Regions from separate parts of the Triticum aestivum genome. Here region 1 is linked to region 2. The links are chromatin contacts, called in public Hi-C maps. All regions are on one chromosome and are shown on one strand. The core of a region is the stretch at or near the end of the contact, and the rest is flanking DNA. Distances in the headings are between cores, read along the strand shown.

Region 1 (4,956 bases), core at 1,484-3,983, 430 kb after region 2:
TTTCGCCTTATTAGATATAAAACGATTAACATAACCAGTTGAGATGTACATGTGTTCCGTCTTCCAAAAACCCCGAAACAATTCGTGCTCAAACATACACACACACACCCCTTACTCATAGACAAGCAGATCCGTGCATGCAGCTTTATTTTGCGGGACATGCAAGCACATCACGCACGATGAGACGGCGACAGCAGTAGTTCGTGTTAGCAAGGGCGAGACCGGATCACCACTCCATTCACTGTTTCTGCTGCGGCTGCGGCAGGGCGGAGGTGTCGAAGGACCGCCTCCTGACGAGCAGGCATGTCACCTTGGCGGACGGCTGCTGCGAGTGCGTGTCGTCGAGCGTGCACAGCACGAGGTCCGGCCGGTGCAGCGACAGCGGCAGCCGGTCCTCGCCGACGACCAGCGCGGTGGCGTCCAGGAGCACGTGCCAGCCGTTGCGGTGCGCCTCGGAGACCCAGTGCATGGAGTAGCGCGGCGGTGGCGGGGCGATTCCGTCGTCGGTGGCGGGGGCTGCGGCGGAGACGGCTGGGTAGGCGAAGAGGCCCTTGTGCGTGAGTTTTGACTTGCGGCGGAAGTACTGGCTGAGCTGTGAGCCCTTGATGCGGAGATCCAGCCACGACTCCGGCGCCGCGATGACCTTGGCCTCCTTGTACGCCGCAAATGCGTGGATGCAGTCGCGGTCGTCGGCTAGGATTGACATGTAGTAGTTGCTCCGGAAGAAGGGGTAGCTCTCGCCTATCTGCGTACAAAGTTTCAGGTGGATCCAATTATATACTCCCTCCATTCTAATGATTAAGGCACACTCATATTTCGAAATTCAGTTTTGACCATCAATTAGACCAATAATAACATATAAGTTACGTGACTTAAAAGTACACAATTGAGAACTTTTTTTGAATACAAATTCAAGGATTCAATGGTATATGTATTTGTCACACATAACTCATAATTTATTGGGTAAATTCATTGGTAAATTAGATCTTAAATGAGTGCGACTTATTTATTTGAATGAAGGCAGTAAATACTTACTAGGCTTTACTATGAGCATAAAGACACATTGCAAGTGAAGACAAACAAAAGGTACTTGGACATTTAGGCCCTTTTTGGCTTGCAGGAATTTTATAGGATGTTGTAGATTCTCATAATAAAACATACTCTGTTGCCACTCAAAAAAATTCCAGGGTTGCTGATTTATATATAGCCCTACATTATCGGCATCTTTCCTGAAGATGCTCCTCGTGGCCGTATGTGCATTTGGTATGTCTTTTGGATTTGTGTCACCATCTATTATGTAATCGTTTGAATAAATCACATGATAACTTTAAAATATGATGTACAGGCCGGGTTTTTAATTTTTGCATCGAAATTGGAAGCTTCATTAATCAACTAACATTTGGTTACAATCTGCTCAAAGGCAAACTAGAAAACTAGGACTCTCTTCAAGCCAGCAAAGGCCGGGGTTCTCAACCTTCTTTAGGATATGAAAAAAAAACCCAGTTAACCGTCATATGTAAAAGCAATGAAGTTTAGAGAGAGTAGTTCAAGGACCTCTATTAATTTATCTACTCCTTCTGTAAAGAAAGATAAGAATTTTCTAGATCACTATTACTTTGGCTCTGCCTGAGGGTTATTTTCTTGCCTTGTTTCTGATAAAAATGGGGCGGAGGGATACCCTTTTCTTTAAAAAGAAGAGGAAGTTGCAACTGAACCTACCAGCATCATGGCGTCCTTGGGCGTGGCGGCGAAGAGCACGAGGTACTCATCGTCGGTGAGTCCGCAGTGCCGGAGCACCCTGTTCCTGGCCTGGATCTCCGGTATGGAGATGAAGCTCCCCGTGAAGGAAGACTTCTTGGTCAGGATGTCCAGCAGACGCGACGGCTCCAACCTGACCATGTCGATGTCAGGCCTCGCCGACGACGGGGACCCCGTCGGCGACGGCCTCCGCCGCTCGCCGGATCCGCCCTCGGGCGAGGCAGACATGCTGCCGGTGCTATAGTAGGTGGAGTAGAGGTCGTCCTTGTCACAGCTTTCCTCCTCAATGAGTCCGTGAGAGTACTGCGGGTACTTGGCCATCACGTACTGCTCCACGTAGAGCCGCTCGCTGGGCGTGATCGGCCCCGACCACCGCAGGTCGAGGCCGTGCAGCGTCGAGATTGCCTCCGCCACGATGTGCGGCGGGATGTACTCCCGTGGGCACACTTTCTGCAAATTGAGGGCCAAAATATTTCTCTGAATCATGCATCTGTTCATAAAACAACTTTGTTGATTCTAAGACGAGAAACTAATCCAAGTTACCTTGACAACCATGCTGTTTGGCCTAGAAGTGCTAGACGTCGGAGGTTTGGACATCGAGGCACGAACTCCTCCAAATTCTCCACCGGGTAGGCTCTAAATTGGTGAACATAAATCGACTTGTCAACACTATTTTTGTTTTGTGACAAGTACCAAAACTTCAAAAATTAGCATTTTAATTTTGACAAGACAAAGATAGATCGATTGCCAGCAGCCAGCTTGAACAAAATCATACCTTGTGCTCCATGTGGAGGTGAACCTCATCCATCTTTCCACACATGCTGTGTGTTCTTGGTCTGATGGTCTAGAAAGGCAACCAAGTGGCAACTAGCTATATGACTGTGGGAGTGCAAGGTGAAGTCAAGTAAGTACAAGGTCGTGATGCAGAGGGATATGTAGCAAGAAAGGTCGCCTCGGTTTAGATGTTGGATCCCTGCCTTGGTTGCTTCTGAGTTTGGTTCCGAAGGAAGAAGGAAGAAATGGCTCTTTATTTTATGCGCGTGTCACCCCGGTTGTGCACTAGTAGTTGAACATATAACAAATATGGATGTCCCTCTCATGGGAGCATAAACAAATTTTGCTGACAAGAAATCCCTAGTTGTTTTATGTGACGCGCAACGACAGCTATTTTGTTAATTGGTTGATTAACTAAATTTTTTTTGAGGATCGGTTGATTAACTAATTGATTAGTATGGGTCCATGGAACCCAGCTAAAGGTATATGCCGTGCTCATCCCTCCATTATTGGCCGCTTGGTCTTTCTTAGTCTGTAAAAGTGTTTTTTCAACAGCGAGTTCTGCTACGATGATTCTTGTCTGACGTGTGCGGTGCCGGATGCAACACCTACACCGTCCAACTTACTTGGCCAGCGTTATGTGTCCGTTCGATCAGAGTATGGTGTGTACGTTGTGTACAGAAAATGTCCCATTTCGTTCAACGGCATACTTAACTATCAACAAATTTAAAAGTGCTAGGTAGCGTGCTGCACCATGCAAAGTATATTGACTTAGTCTAGCGGTATAGTGGACGCAACAATTCAGTGCTCGAGCTCACATGCTCCCGAAATTGCTGGTGTTGGTTCCTGACTTGGGTTTTGCAGAAATCGATGGAAGCAGCGAAAATATAGGATACATCAACGTATACAGTATCAAACAGTGCGACTGAGTGAGCCCAGAACGTAAGACGTTCGTCTGTGTGCTGATCTTGCTGGTCTGTGGACCTCGATTGTTTGGGCTGAGCTGTGAAACAGGTTGTTAACCTGAGCCCACTCATATGTGAGAAGGTGTGTCGGTCAGACGATCACCCTCAAACCCCAACCCTAACCTAGGAGGATCTCGAAACCTACAGCCGGCACAGACGGCTTCCCCCATCCCCCAAGGTTGCGGTTGCCCCGCCGCATCAGGGGGAGCACCACGCTTGTTGTGCTCCATCAAATCATCATGTCCACCACCCTTATCCTTATCCCCATCAGCCATATCATCGTCCTCAGGTTTGTGGTCCTCATCCTGGAACAGAAAACCCTCAACCTCTAATCTCAGTTCATACCCAGCACTCTTGTATTACCAAGGCACAAACTCTCATAGTGCATCAATGTTGGTCACACCTACAAGTAACCGAGATATCCCATGCCTCCTCATAAACAACATGTCGACCTTCTCAGTCCTACTAACCAAAGATCCAAAGCTCCAAGTCTCCATGAAATCATTAAGAGGCTTTGAGGGAGCCCCATGGAACCTGATCCAAACCTCCCGCAGGGGTGTCCCCTCTGGCTCCTGGTTCGACCACTCGTCAAACTCCAAGAAACATGTGTTGTCTGGTACCCTGGAAATACCAAACAACATGAGGTGAGCAAGATCCTCCTTCCTCGAAAAATCTACATTATACACATTTTCCTCTAACCGCACTAGAGTCCAATGAAAGTCCACCGACATAGGCCTCTTAGAATGATGCGTCACATGTTCCTCTGTTAATGAACTTCCTGTGACCCGCACCAGCCCAGTCTTGGCGCTCTCAAGCCGAGGTATGCTAAAGTTAGAGCACTGGGTCTCAAGGAATAACAATTTATCATCACAAACACTGGAGACCATGACCACCGTCTTAGGCATAGATAGAAATGGACGTCCATCCATAGCATGACTCGACTTCAAGTAGTTATCCTATAAAAATATGATACAATCTACCACGAAGTGCTGACCCCACCACACCAGTAGCAATAAGATTTCTCTGTCTTCCTTGCCCCTTTACTAGCATGATCAACTTGAGAAGTGTCCCTCGTGTTTCCATGCACACAAGCCGAAGCAACAATCCCCTCCAATGGCATCCCGACCAACGCAGAGAACGCTGCCAGCGCCGCATCAGGTAGTCATAGTGGAGAGTAACTTAGACTAGAATATGCATATGTTATTAGTCTATGTTACTACCTTCATAGTGGGTAGTGTTATACATGTGGTAACAAAGATGTCTCCATTTATTACTCTCATTTTGCATTGAGAAGCGCCATGTGATGGTAACATATTATGTTACTCTATTTGCCTCTCTCCTCATTAACTACTTGGCACCTCACCAACTTTTGCTTATGTGGCATCTATGTTACTACCTATATATGTTACTCCCACTATGACCAGCCTCAAGAAGGGCCAACACCGGTGCCTGAATAGCC
Region 2 (5,391 bases), core at 1,479-3,978:
CTTCTCCTCTCCTACTCCAACTAGGAAAAGAGGGAGTCCTACTCCCGGTGGGAGTAGGACTCCCCCCTTGGCGCGCCCTCCTCCTTGGCCGGCCGCCTCCCCCTAGCTCCTTTATATACGGGGGCAGGGCACCCCATAGACACAACAATTGTTATGTTGATCTCTTAGCCGTGTGCGGTGCCCCCTCCACCATAATCCACCTCAGTTATATCGTAGCGGTGCTTAGGCGAAGCCCTGCGTCGATAGCTTCATCAACATCGTCACCACGCCGTCGTGCTGATGAAACTCTTCCCCGAGCTCTACTAGATTGTGAGTTCGCGGGACGTCATCGAGCTGAATGTGTGCTGAACGCGGAGGTGTCGTACGTTTGGTGCTGAGGATCGGTCGATCGTGAAGACGTACGACTACATCAACCGTGTTGTTATAACGCTTCCGCTTAACAGTCTATGAGGGTACGTGGACGACACTCTCCCCTCTCGTTGCTATGCATCACCATGATCTGCGTAGGATTTTTTTTGAAACTACTACGTTCCCCAACAATAATGAACTCTCATCTCCCTTCATTGCTTCAAGAATATATCACCAAAGACTCTTTCATGACCATATCAAATTCCACTATGAATGTCATCTTGGTCACCACATGCTCTTCTAAAACTCCATCGTAATGTCTTGAGAGGCATAATGAATTCTTCACTCTAGTTGCTTGCTTCAAGACTTGATCAACGGAAAACCCAACACATGAGCTTAACATGAACTTGTGTTGAAACCATAACTTGAATTCTTCTATTTGATTATTATCTCAAGCCCATCCTTACAAGCCCACAAATGTCAACCTTTGAGATCCTCTAACAAACTCCATCTTGAACATATAATGAGGACTTCTTCGAATGTTTTGATGGCATTCTTCCGACATAAATCCAACATGCTTCATGCATCACTATGGAACATTTCTTCATATAGGATTCAATGCACTTGATGCTCCATAGGAATTGTCCATGAATACCAAAGCTTAGAGCAAATATATCTTCATATATATGGACTTCATCCTTGATTCCTTCTAATATCCTTGATGCACCTTCTATGGACAATACCTTCAAATATATCTCAATGAAAACATTAGTCCATAGAGATTGTCATTAATTACCAAAACCACACTTAGGGGTTACATGCCCTTTCAGTAAGCCTTGGAAAATGATCATAGATCACAAATACATGACTAGGAGGATAAATATCTTTGCTCCTAACTTGTCCCCCAAGGCCTCTAGATTCTGGAAAGGGATCAAATCCATTATCCAAACTCTGAAATTTGGTTACAGATGGAAGATTAAGTCGGGGAATACTGTAAGATTCTGGGAAGATACCTGGTTTGGCACTTATCCTCTGGTTGTGCAATTCTGGCCTATTTACTCCATTTGTAATGAGCAAACCAAAAGTGTCAATGAGGTTTGGGATGGGCATCAGCTGAAACTTTCTTTTAGAAGAAACTTTGATGATAAGCTTATGGAGCAACGGTATCAATTAGTGGAGATGGCTAACAGTGTCGTTTTCACTGATGATATTAATGCTCTGGTTTGGCAACTAGAAAACAAAGGGACTTATTCTGCTAGCTCTCTTTATCATGTGATTAGCTTTAGAGGGGTGCAACTAGTCTTCATTCTTTGTGTCTGGAAACTTAGGGTTCCCCCGAAAATTCATGTTTTTCTCTGGCTCTTTGCTAATAATAAGCTGACGACCGAAGACAACCTTAGAAAAAGGCAGATTATTAAACCTATGGATTGTGTTTTCTGCTCTGATGTTGAATCTAGTGCTCATTTATTCTTTGACTATGTAGTTGCTAAGCAGATTTGGCCCCTGGTGAAAGGGCATTTTGGGATCAAAATTGGGGCTGGTTTCAAATCAGTAGCCAAAATTTGGGTCTCAAATAAAAAAACTCTACTCTCAATACTGTCAGCTCTGCTGTGCTTTGGTGTCTTTGAAAATATAGGAACTCTATCATTTTCAATAACACCTTATGGATCTCCATCAAAGAGGTGTTGAGTCTGATCCTAAGAACTATCAAAAACTGGATTGTGCTATCCCCACACAAGTGTGTGGAGAGATTGGAGGCCTTCTCAACACATCTTGCAGACTTCGTTCGGCAACCTTTGACGATCAGTGGCTGACAAGGGGGGTGTCACATGACCCCCCCCCCCCCCGGTGGACCCTTGGAACAAGCTGAGGATCTTTAACGATAGCGCCATCTTCGCCTCTCCTTCCAAGAAGCGGGAGACCAGAGCAGCAACATTCTCCAGCCCAACACTGACCTTGACAGCATGTTGGTCACCCCAGGCTACGGCGGTGCCCTCGTTGAAGACTCGCAAGGCCTTCCAGGACCTGATATGTGCCTAGAGTAGATAGTCGTTAGCCTCTTGGCTGGCGTCTTATGTATCATTCTCCTGTTCTGCAGTATTTGCCTTGTGTAGGCAGTTTATTTCCTGTCCATTTAAACTGCGCTTCTCAGTGAGCTGATGTATGAAGGACTTTGAGGTTTCATTCGAGCAATGGAACCAAGGAGGAGCCTCCCCGTTCTTCTAAAAAAATGATTTTGTTGTACTGGTCCGGCCTGCACATCTTTGGCGGCTTTTCCGAGAGCCTGGCTCGAAAGGCCCAGTCAACCTAACAGGGCCCATTTGGCATTCCGGTTTTCGTTTCTCTCCGCCGTAAGCTCGTCCCTCCTCCCCCTGGCTCCTGACCTATCTCGTGCTCGGTCGGTCTTGACCTACCCGAAGCTCCAACCCGACCCAATAAAATCTCTCCTACACCCTGCCGCCGCCGTAGCTTAGCGCGCGTCGCCGCCCCCCGCCTCACGCATCTCGCCTCTCGAACGCGTCGCGGCCGCCGCCGTCGCCGCTCCCGTTCTGCCCCGCCGCTCCCGTTCTGCCCCGCCGCGCGCCGCTGCCCTGCCCCAGCCGTTTCCACCCCGTCCGCTACCTTGGACAGCGGTTTCCAAGGTACGAGCTCCTTAGCCATCCAGTGATTGGTTACCTCAACCCTAACCAATCAAACCCTTGCAAGTTTTGGCCTTGAGCCCCGGCACACCGCCATCTAGATCTGCAGCCAAGGCTGTTCGAGAGATTGGGCCGAAGCTAGTTGGGTCACTTTTTCAAAGTTCGTTTTTTTCCTCTGTCAAATCAACTGCCTGCCGTCTGCGGAGACGACCGATTCATAGAGGTACCCGACCTCGTGGATTTTAGGTAGCATCCCGCTGGGAAACATTTAGGGCAACTTACTGGCTGTAGTGAAAAGCCTGGTCAGCGCATGGGACGAGCCATTGTTTCGATTTGTTATCTCTTTTATGTTTATATCTTGTGCAAATTGGAGTGATGCAATCGCACACAAAGCCAGGCCTTGCCGGGATGTTTTATCAATAGCTCTAATTGGACCTAGTACGTCCATTATCTAGCTGACTCAAGTGCTCAGAAGAACATAAGCAGAAGCACCACCCCATGTGCGTGAACAAAGGCATGTGGAATATTGACCAAAATGTCGTCTATCCCGGTTGATTGGTTCCAATGTTCAAGATATTGGTAACTGGTACCATATCAGTCGGTTGCGGAGTGAGGATAAGTAGGCGAATTTTCCAGTTAATTGGCCGATAAATCAGTCAACCGGTCATTCGGTGACCCACCGAGTAGCAATTAACTGACCGAGATGCCGAATAATTGGCCGATATTTGGAACAATGATTGGTTATACTCATCAATAGCTTTTCATAGCAAATTTTATATGGCATATCTGATTTCACAGTGGTCAAACCAAAAGTGGAATAGGGGTACGATGGAATGCATGAAACATACCAGAATATGGTGTAATAGTAAGTAATTGAATTGCTGTCTTTTAGTAGCCTGGGCACAAACATAACATGTTAACAGTCCTTAGTTACTAGTCTCTTAAACATGCATGCTTTGGTGTGTTTGAAATTTTGGATTTTATCAAACTTTTTGCAAGACTGATTTTTTTTTGCGAATTTCCTTTATGATGTAAATAGGTGAATAAGGAGCTTTGAAGTCTGTGTATGAACTAGACACAACCGATATCATGGGTGATAGTTCAAATTCAAATGTGCAGAAGGCTGAGGAACTCAAACTTAGGGCAAACGATGCCTTCAAGGGTAAGGATATATGTTATCTTCCTGTCGTATGTCTAGATTGTACACCACCATTTTATCGTCTCATTGTTGTCAATGGGGCCTTACAACTGTACTACCTCTGGTCCTTTTTACTCTGCGTATAAGTGTTCCCGTTTTTTGGACTAATTTGCAATGTTCAAAAAAGCGGAAAGTGTAAGCAAAGGATGGCACAACTTAGAGCAATGGCCGCAGCCAAAGTGCGTGTGTTTGTGAAATTGGCCGCAGCTAAAGTTCCCGAACAGACCCTAATAACAAGATAAATGGTATATTGCCATTATTGCGCAAGCAGCCAAGCATAAGTAGTTCAAAACAGCCAATTTTAAAAAACGCTTAATCTACCACTAAGGGCAAAGCGAAACGTTTTGCGATCAAGCGCTGAGCGTCGCTTAGAAACACTTTCTTGAACACTGCTAATTTGCCCTTCGTTAGAGTAAGCTGCATGGATCGTGAGAGCAGGGTCATTATAAATGGAGATAAATGTGCATGCCGTGATTGGTTAGTCCTCTGTGATTGCCTATTTGGTCTCTTGGTTTCTCCCCCCACTAGCACAACATAAGGCGAATAGGAAGGAGAGCAGTTAATGCATGCATGCATGCATTCGGGTGCATGGGAGGCAGATGATGTGTGGTGGAATAGGAATGCGCTCAGAGAAAAAGGGATTGCGCAGAGTAATACGGGAAAAATGGAAAAAACTTAGGCGAGGACTAAGAACCCCAACACTTAATTTAAGGACCCAACTTGTTGGGTTGCTTGTTGTATTTAATTTAATTTAATAGCTAGACCTGACACTAATTAATTAGTAAATGAAGTTGAGGCATATCCAGTTTTAGATGTGCTTTTGTGGCAATAAACTGAACTTGAATGACTATCTTTCACGGCATTATGCTAATATCCAAATGAGGCATACGGGGTCCCTTAGCGTTAGGATTTCCTTGATGATTGTTGTTGCCTAACTATTGCTATGTTTTCCCTCCAGCAAACAAGTTTTCTCAGGCTGTAGAGCTTTATGACCAGGCTATTGATCTGAATGGATCAAATGCGGTTTATTGGGCAAATCGTGCATTTGCACACACAAAGCTTGAGGAATATGGAAGTGCTGTCCAGGATGCTACAAAGGCTATTGAGATTGATCCTAAATATTCGAAAGTGAGTATCTATGAGACTATGACCTGGGCCTGCTGCTGGAAAAAAATTGTAGGTTCTCACCTTTTGCACAACTTGTGT

Evidence for each region. Hi-C and Micro-C count contacts between places; a contact is called where the count stands out from the background.
Region 1: a contact with region 2 is called in a Hi-C map of leaf, with 3 times the contacts expected there. The contact joins the promoter of LOC123058096 here to the promoter of LOC123060605 in region 2. A contact is called at or near these places in 2 of 5 Hi-C or Micro-C datasets (both in leaf).

Annotation. Positions count from the first base shown.
Region 1 is chr3A:121,062,557-121,067,512 of IWGSC CS RefSeq v2.1, forward strand. It overlaps LOC123058096, which reads right to left and starts at 2,734. Exons shown (of 4, transcript XM_044480921.1): 1 at 2,534-2,734; 2 at 2,302-2,427; 3 at 1,720-2,208; 4 at 17-745. The coding sequence starts at 2,355. The coding sequence ends at 239.
Region 2 is chr3A:120,631,285-120,636,675 of IWGSC CS RefSeq v2.1, forward strand. It overlaps LOC123060605 (serine/threonine-protein phosphatase 5), which reads left to right and starts at 2,729. Exons shown (of 13, transcript XM_044483386.1): 1 at 2,729-2,990; 2 at 4,027-4,149; 3 at 5,144-5,313. The coding sequence starts at 4,077.